Regions from separate parts of the Pan troglodytes genome. Here region 1 is linked to region 2. A link is a contact called in public HiChIP or PLAC-seq data. All regions are on one chromosome and are shown on one strand. The core of a region is the stretch at or near the end of the contact, and the rest is flanking DNA. Distances in the headings are between cores, read along the strand shown. Region 1 has its middle 6.8 kb from the start of ANKRD9. Region 2 overlaps LOC107968339 (a long non-coding RNA gene).

Region 1 (3,038 bases), core at 87-2,586, 450 kb before region 2:
AGTGATCCCAGCGGACACCACAGGAAGCAAAAGAGCCATCCAGTCAATCCAGAGAACCGCAAACAATCCTACATCGTTGCTGTTTAAAGCCACCCTGGCAGGGTTGTTTGTTGCACAGCAGAAGAGAACTGATACACTGTGGAGATCTCCTTGTCTCTCAGGGGTCACCGGCATAACCTGCAGCTCCTCCACCCTCCACCTTTCCCCTTCCTGTCCATCACTTTTGAAGGGTGGGCAGTTTACCTAATCACTGCCCTCCTGGGGCCAGGAAGCCCCTTCCAGTTCAGCCCTCTGCTCCCTTCACAATGGGCATTGAGGAAAGCATCTCCTGGCAGGGCCTCCGCACCCCTCCAGGCCCTCAGCTCCCTGCTGGACATACGGACATAGGGTGGCATAGTGAGGGGTGGCTCCTGGGAATCCTGATGCCGCCACCTGGACAGCACTGGACCCTCAGTGGGCTCTGCTGACAGTGTCCTGGGGGTTCCTGGATGGGGACAGATGACAGGCCGAGGGGGTGGCGCAGCAGGGATAGGAGCTGCAATGGAAGGCTAGGCCGAGTCCCTCCCCACACTGCCCGCACGCTCTCCCCTGCATCCAGCTCCTGAGGCGCTCTGGCCTCAGCATCTGCACCTGTGAAGTGGGCCTGGAGTATGCGGAAGTCCCAGCCAGGCAGACACACAGGAGCCTGGTAGACGTGCGGCTGGGGAAGGCAAGGGAAGTGGCAGTTGGGACGCGCGAGCAGGCCGGGCTGCGTGGACGGCCACCAGGTGGAGGGTACAGGAGCGCTGGGGTCCGCTCTCCTAGGGAGATGGGGCTCGGACCGGGGACCCTGTCACCCGCAGTCCGCGGGCCGCGGGCGGGCAGAAGCAGAGCCTGGGACCTTGAGGGCGTCTCCCGACTGGGCGGGGGTCGGCGCTCGTCCCCGCTGGGAAGGCCGGGAAGCGGAGGAGCGCACAGCCCCCTCCCTGCGCCCAGCGCGGTCCGCGGACTCCGGCTGGGGGAGGGGAACCCGGAAGGGGCCCGCCGGACCACCTGCCTCGCCCGCCCCGCTGGGACCTCCGATCGGCCCAGCCAGGGGCAGGCGCAGTGGCCGCGGCGCGGATGGCGGGACTGTGGCCATTTCACCCGGGGGGAGGTGGAGACCCTGGTGGGCGGGGGGCCCGCCGAGGCCGCGGGGCGAGGGGAGAGCGGAGTGGGCACTCAGCCCGCGAACCCCGCCCCCGGGGCCAGGGCGCTGGGCGTCCCCGCCCCCGCAGCCTGGTGCGCCCGGGTCGGGGGTCCCTCGCCCGGCTTCGGCGGAGGCTGCGGGTCGCAGTGACGTCCGCGGCCGCCAGGGGGCGGTGTCGGGCCGCGCTGGGCGCTGGGCGCTGGGGTCGGGCTCCGGGCTGCCGCCCGCTTTCCCCTGAGCGGATGGGGATACTGAGGCCCGGACCCAGCCGTCACGGGCCAGGGCCTCGCCTCTCCCCGAGGGCGGTCGGCAGGGTCCGACCAGGGAACACCTCCGCCCCTGCAAACTCTCTCCGACCATGGCGCAGTTCAGCGGTGCTCAGTCCCCAACCCATGTCCCGGCCCCTTCCCCGCCTCGGGCCCGGAAAGTGATCTTGCGGACGCAGGGACCCGGCGGGTCGGGCATGTGGGTAGAGGGCGCGCCCGCGCACTGGCCGCTGTCACCCTTGGGACTGCCCTGCACTGTGCGACCTGGGCCGGGCCAGGCCCTCCGGTCTCCGTTGCCCCTTCTGACTCACTGCTCTTCAAGCTGCAGCAAAGTCACAGCAGGCTTCGCCATGACCATGTCAGCCATACCCCTTCTGATGGTCACCTAGGTAGTTTCCAGCTTTTCCTTATTAAAGATGCAGCAGTGACTCTATCTCCCTAGTACTTGGTATGCACTTGTATTCTCTTCAAAGCTTTAATAATGAAATAGACATGAAATATAAGGCTGGGCGCGGTGACTCGCGCCTGTAATCCCAGCACTTTGGGAGGCCTAGGCGGGCGGATCACGAGGTCAGGAGATCGAGACCATCCTGGTTAACATGGTGAAACCCCGTCTCTACTAAAAATACAAAAAAAATTAGCCGGGCGTGGTGGCGGGCGCCTGTAGTCCCAGCTACTCGGGAGGCTGAGGCAGGAGAATGGCGTGACCCGGGGAGGCAGAGCTTCCAGCCTGGGCGACTCCGTCTCAAAAAAAAAAGAAAGAAAGAAAGAAAGAAAATACAAAATTCAGCTAAATTCTTTTTTTTTTTTTTTTTGAGATGGAGTCTCGTTCTGTCACCCAGGCTGGAGTGCAGTAGCGCCATCTCGGCTCACTGCAACCTCTGCCTCCCGGGTGCAGGTGATTCTCCTGCTTCAGCCTCCCGAGTAGCTGGGATTACAGGTGCCCACCACCATGCCTGGCTAATTTTTTTTTTGTATTTTTAGTAAAGACGGGGTTTCACCATGTTGGCCAGGCTGGTCTCAAACTCCTGACCTCAGGTGACCTGCCTGTCTCAGCCTACCGAAGTGCTGGGATTCCAGGTGTGAGCCACTGCCCCCGGCTGCTAAATTATTTTATGAAACATTAAAGAATTAGGTCAGTTGAGGTGGCTCACACCTGTAATTCCAGCACTTTGGGAGGTTGAGGCAGGAGGATCGCTTAAGCTCAGGAGTTCAAGACCAGCCTGAGCAACATAGCAAGACCTGGTGTCATGTCTACAAAAATAAAAATTAAAAAATTTATTTTTTGTGTGTGGTGGCCATGTGCCTATAGTCCCAGCTACCTGGGAGGCTGAGGTGAGAGGATCACTTGAGCCCAGGAGAGTGAGCCTGCAGTGAGCTATGATTGCACCACTGCACTCCAGCCTGGGCAACAGAGCAAGACCCTGTCTCAAAAAAAAAAAAAAAAAGCAAGAGAACAAAATCCACAGCAGTGAGCATTGTATTGTATATGTAACTTAGTACACAGGCAGGTATTCACCTGTGATAAGATGCCTACAGAAGGATCTGCCGGGCCCCCAAGCATGCGAGTTTTCCCTGCCGGTGGGGCAAGTGCCTGAGTCCTA
Region 2 (3,056 bases), core at 15-2,514:
GGGAGGCAGAGGTTGCAGTGAGCCGAGATAATACCACTGCACTTTAGCCTGGGCAATGGAATGAGACTGTCTCAAAGAAAAAAAAAAAAGAAAGAAAAAGAAAGAAGTGTGTGTGTTCATCCTGGGAAAACGGGCCTCTACGGCCCTCTAGGGCTTCCTGCTTTCCCTGGTGCCTGATCCAGAAAAGGTGCTCAGATACTGAACGCCTAAACCAGATCACCGTTGCAGGTGGGTGGAGGAGTAAAGATGCAGCACCCTGGAAACCGAGAGCATTTCAGTATTGCCCGGGAATGAAGGAGTCTGAGTCTCAGCTCACGCTAAGGCTCTTAGGAACCACGCTGGGGAGAAGGAGCTTGAGAAATCTTTCACAACACATTTCAAGGAAAGGATGTCTGGTTTTGAACTAAAACTATTGGTGAATTGTTAAATATTGTTAAGTGGGAACTTCTGAATCACGTTTTTCCTTTGAGGCAGAAATGCGGCATTGAGTTAAGCCCTGGTCTGAACCTGAGGGCAGCCTGGAGGTCAAGGCAGAGGTCATCTGTTCTGAATCCTGACGCACCCACCATGCCTGGAGTGGGAGCCTGGAAGATTTTCTCTTTGCTCTTTGACGGTGTGGAGGGTGGGGACAGGTCTGGAGAGTACATCTGCTAACCCCTCTTTGTGGAGAGACCATTCTGCGTCTGCTGGGACCCCAGTCTCCCCCGCTCGTCTCTCCGGAGCTTGCTCCCCAGACTACCTTCTGGACCCCAGGTAGGAGCTCTTGGAGGCGTTTCTGGCCTCGTAGCCGCCTGGCCCTACCGGCTGCCGCTCCCCCAGGCGTGGCTGCAGGGGTGGGGTGACAGGGCTGGTGGCTCCGGGAATCCGGTCAGTCCATTCTTGGGGAGGGAGGCCACCAGCGTGCCTGAGGCTTTGGGCTGTCTGGGGAAAGCCCTGGCCTGTCATCTTTGTTCTCTTACTGCCTGGTTGACAAGCATTTAATTATTATTATTATTAATGTTTTGCTATTATCCAGCATTTTACTAATGCATCAGACAATTGCATTTACAAACTAAAATGTTAAAGGCGTTCATGAGGAAACCTGTACTGATCCTTTGCCATCTGGCAGTGGTATGTGCAATTAGCAAAAGACCCCAGAAGATGTCTGGTGACAAATGCACCCTCTGGTGTTCCATTTGTGTTTTGCTGTTGGGTTTTTCATACCACTTAATCGTCACAGCTTATGAAGTTGGGAGCTGGCGTGGACGCGGGGGCGGGGCCAAAACGGCCAGGGGTGGGGCCCACACTAACAAGGGGCGGAACCGAGGGCTGGTCAGAGTTGCTTTGCTACTCCCTAACGTTTCCATTCTATTTTCTTTTATTTATTTATTTATTTATTTTTATTTTTATTTTATTTTTTTGAGAAGGAGTTTAGCTCTGTCGCCCAGGCTGGAGTGCAGTGGCGCGATATCAGCTCACCGCAACCTCCGCCTCCCAGGTTCCAGCGATTCTCCTGCCTCAGCCTCCCGAGTAGCTGGAATCACAGGCATGCGCCACCACGACCGGCTAATTTGTTTTTTTTTTTTTTGTATTTTTAGTAGAGACGAGGTTTCACCATGTTGGCTAGGCTGGTCTCAAACTCCTGACCTCAGATGATCTGCCCGCCTCAGCCTCCCAAAGTGCTGGAATTATAGGTGTGAGCCACCAACTCAGCTTAATGTTTCCATTTTAAAATGTCAGTTTTGCCGGGGCGGTGGTGCCTACCTGTAGTCCCAGCTACTTAGGAGGCTGAGGTGAGCAGATCCCTTGAGCCCAGGGTTTCAAGGCCAACCTGGGCAATATAGTGAGATGCCTCCATCTCTTTTAAAAAAAAAAAAAAGGCCAGCACAATGGCTTACGCCTGTAATCGCAGCACTTTGGGAGGCTGAGGTGGGCGGATCATCTGAGGTCAGGAGTTCGAGACCAGCCTGGCCCACATGGTGAAACCCCATCTCTACTAAAAATACAAAAATTAGCTGGCATGGTGGCGGACACCTGTAATGTCAGCTACTTGGGAGGCTGAGGCAGAAGAATCGCTGGAACCCAGGTGGCAGAGGTTGCAGTGAGCTGAGATTGGGCCACTGCACTCCAGCCTGGGCTACAGAGCGTGACTCCATCTCAAAAACAAACAAAAAAACAAACTGTATTCTAAAACTAAGCTATGAAGTTGAAGGATGATACCTTTGGAAAAATGAGACCATAGTTGCATTCAAACTACCCCCCACCTCTTTTATCTGTTTTCCCTACAAGTTGGAGTATTTCTACGTTTTGGAAATGTCACTTTGAAATGACTGAAGTTGTGGCGACCCAAATTGAATACTAGATGATTTTTTGTCTAGCCTGGTCTTTTGCCTATCGTGGGTCCTTAAATGTTTGACTAAAGATGCCTCCAGTCCGGACCGATGCCTCTCCCCTTCTTCACTGAGTACTGGCATCGTGAGTGGCACTTGCTCTTCCTAACTTCAAGTGGAAGGAACAACATGTCTCTTAGATAATGTCTTTTTTTTTCTTTTTTCGCTGTTGTCACCCAGGCTGGAGTGCAATGGCATGATCTCGGCTCACCGCAACCTCCACCTCCTGGGTTCAAGTGATTTTCCTGCCTCAGCCTCCTGAGTAGCTGGCATTACAGGCGCATGCCACCACGCCCGGCTAATTTTGTATTTTTAGTAGAGATGGGGTTTTACCATGTTGGTCAGGCTGGTTTTTTTTTTTTTTTTTTTTTTTTTTTTTACCCCCGAGACGTAGTCTCGCTGTCTCCCAGGCTGGAGTGCAGTGTCGCGATCTCGGCTCACTGCAAGCTCCGCCTCTCGGGTTCACGCCATTCTCCTGCCTCAGCCTCCTGAGCAGCTGGGACTACAGGCACCCACCACCACGCCCGGCTAATTTTTTGTACTTTTAGTAGAGATGGGGTTTCACCGTGTTAGCCAGGATGGTCTCGATCTCCTGACCTCGTGATCCACCCGCCTCGGCCTCCCAAAGTGCTGGAATGGTCAGGCTGGTCTTGAACCCCCGACCTCAGGTGACCCACCCGGCTCGGC

The links. HiChIP or PLAC-seq counts read pairs in DNA pulled down with a chosen protein or histone mark.
Region 1: a contact with region 2 is called in an H3K4me3 HiChIP or PLAC-seq map of stem cell-derived excitatory neurons, with 7 times the contacts expected there. The contact joins two enhancer-like sites. A contact is called at or near these places in 1 of 7 Hi-C or Micro-C datasets (stem cell-derived neural progenitor cells) and 1 of 1 datasets of contacts at active chromatin or transcription factors (stem cell-derived excitatory neurons).

The regions. Positions count from the first base shown.
Region 1 is chr15:100,527,754-100,530,791 of NHGRI_mPanTro3-v2.0_pri, reverse strand. No RefSeq gene overlaps it. Among named protein-coding and RNA genes, the nearest start is that of ANKRD9, 6.8 kb to the right of the region's middle. Within about 2 kb of position 1,336, at least 14 of the 24 cell types and tissues checked have an H3K27ac peak or open chromatin away from gene starts, as enhancers often do. A contact at or near this core is called in stem cell-derived excitatory neurons, where this site is marked.
Region 2 is chr15:100,075,094-100,078,149 of NHGRI_mPanTro3-v2.0_pri, reverse strand. It overlaps LOC107968339 (a long non-coding RNA gene), which reads left to right. Exons shown (of 3, transcript XR_001709447.3): 2 at 475-753. Among named protein-coding and RNA genes, the nearest start is that of HSP90AA1, 24 kb to the left of the region's middle. Within about 2 kb of position 1,264, at least 4 of the 24 cell types and tissues checked have an H3K27ac peak or open chromatin away from gene starts, as enhancers often do. A contact at or near this core is called in stem cell-derived excitatory neurons, where this site is marked.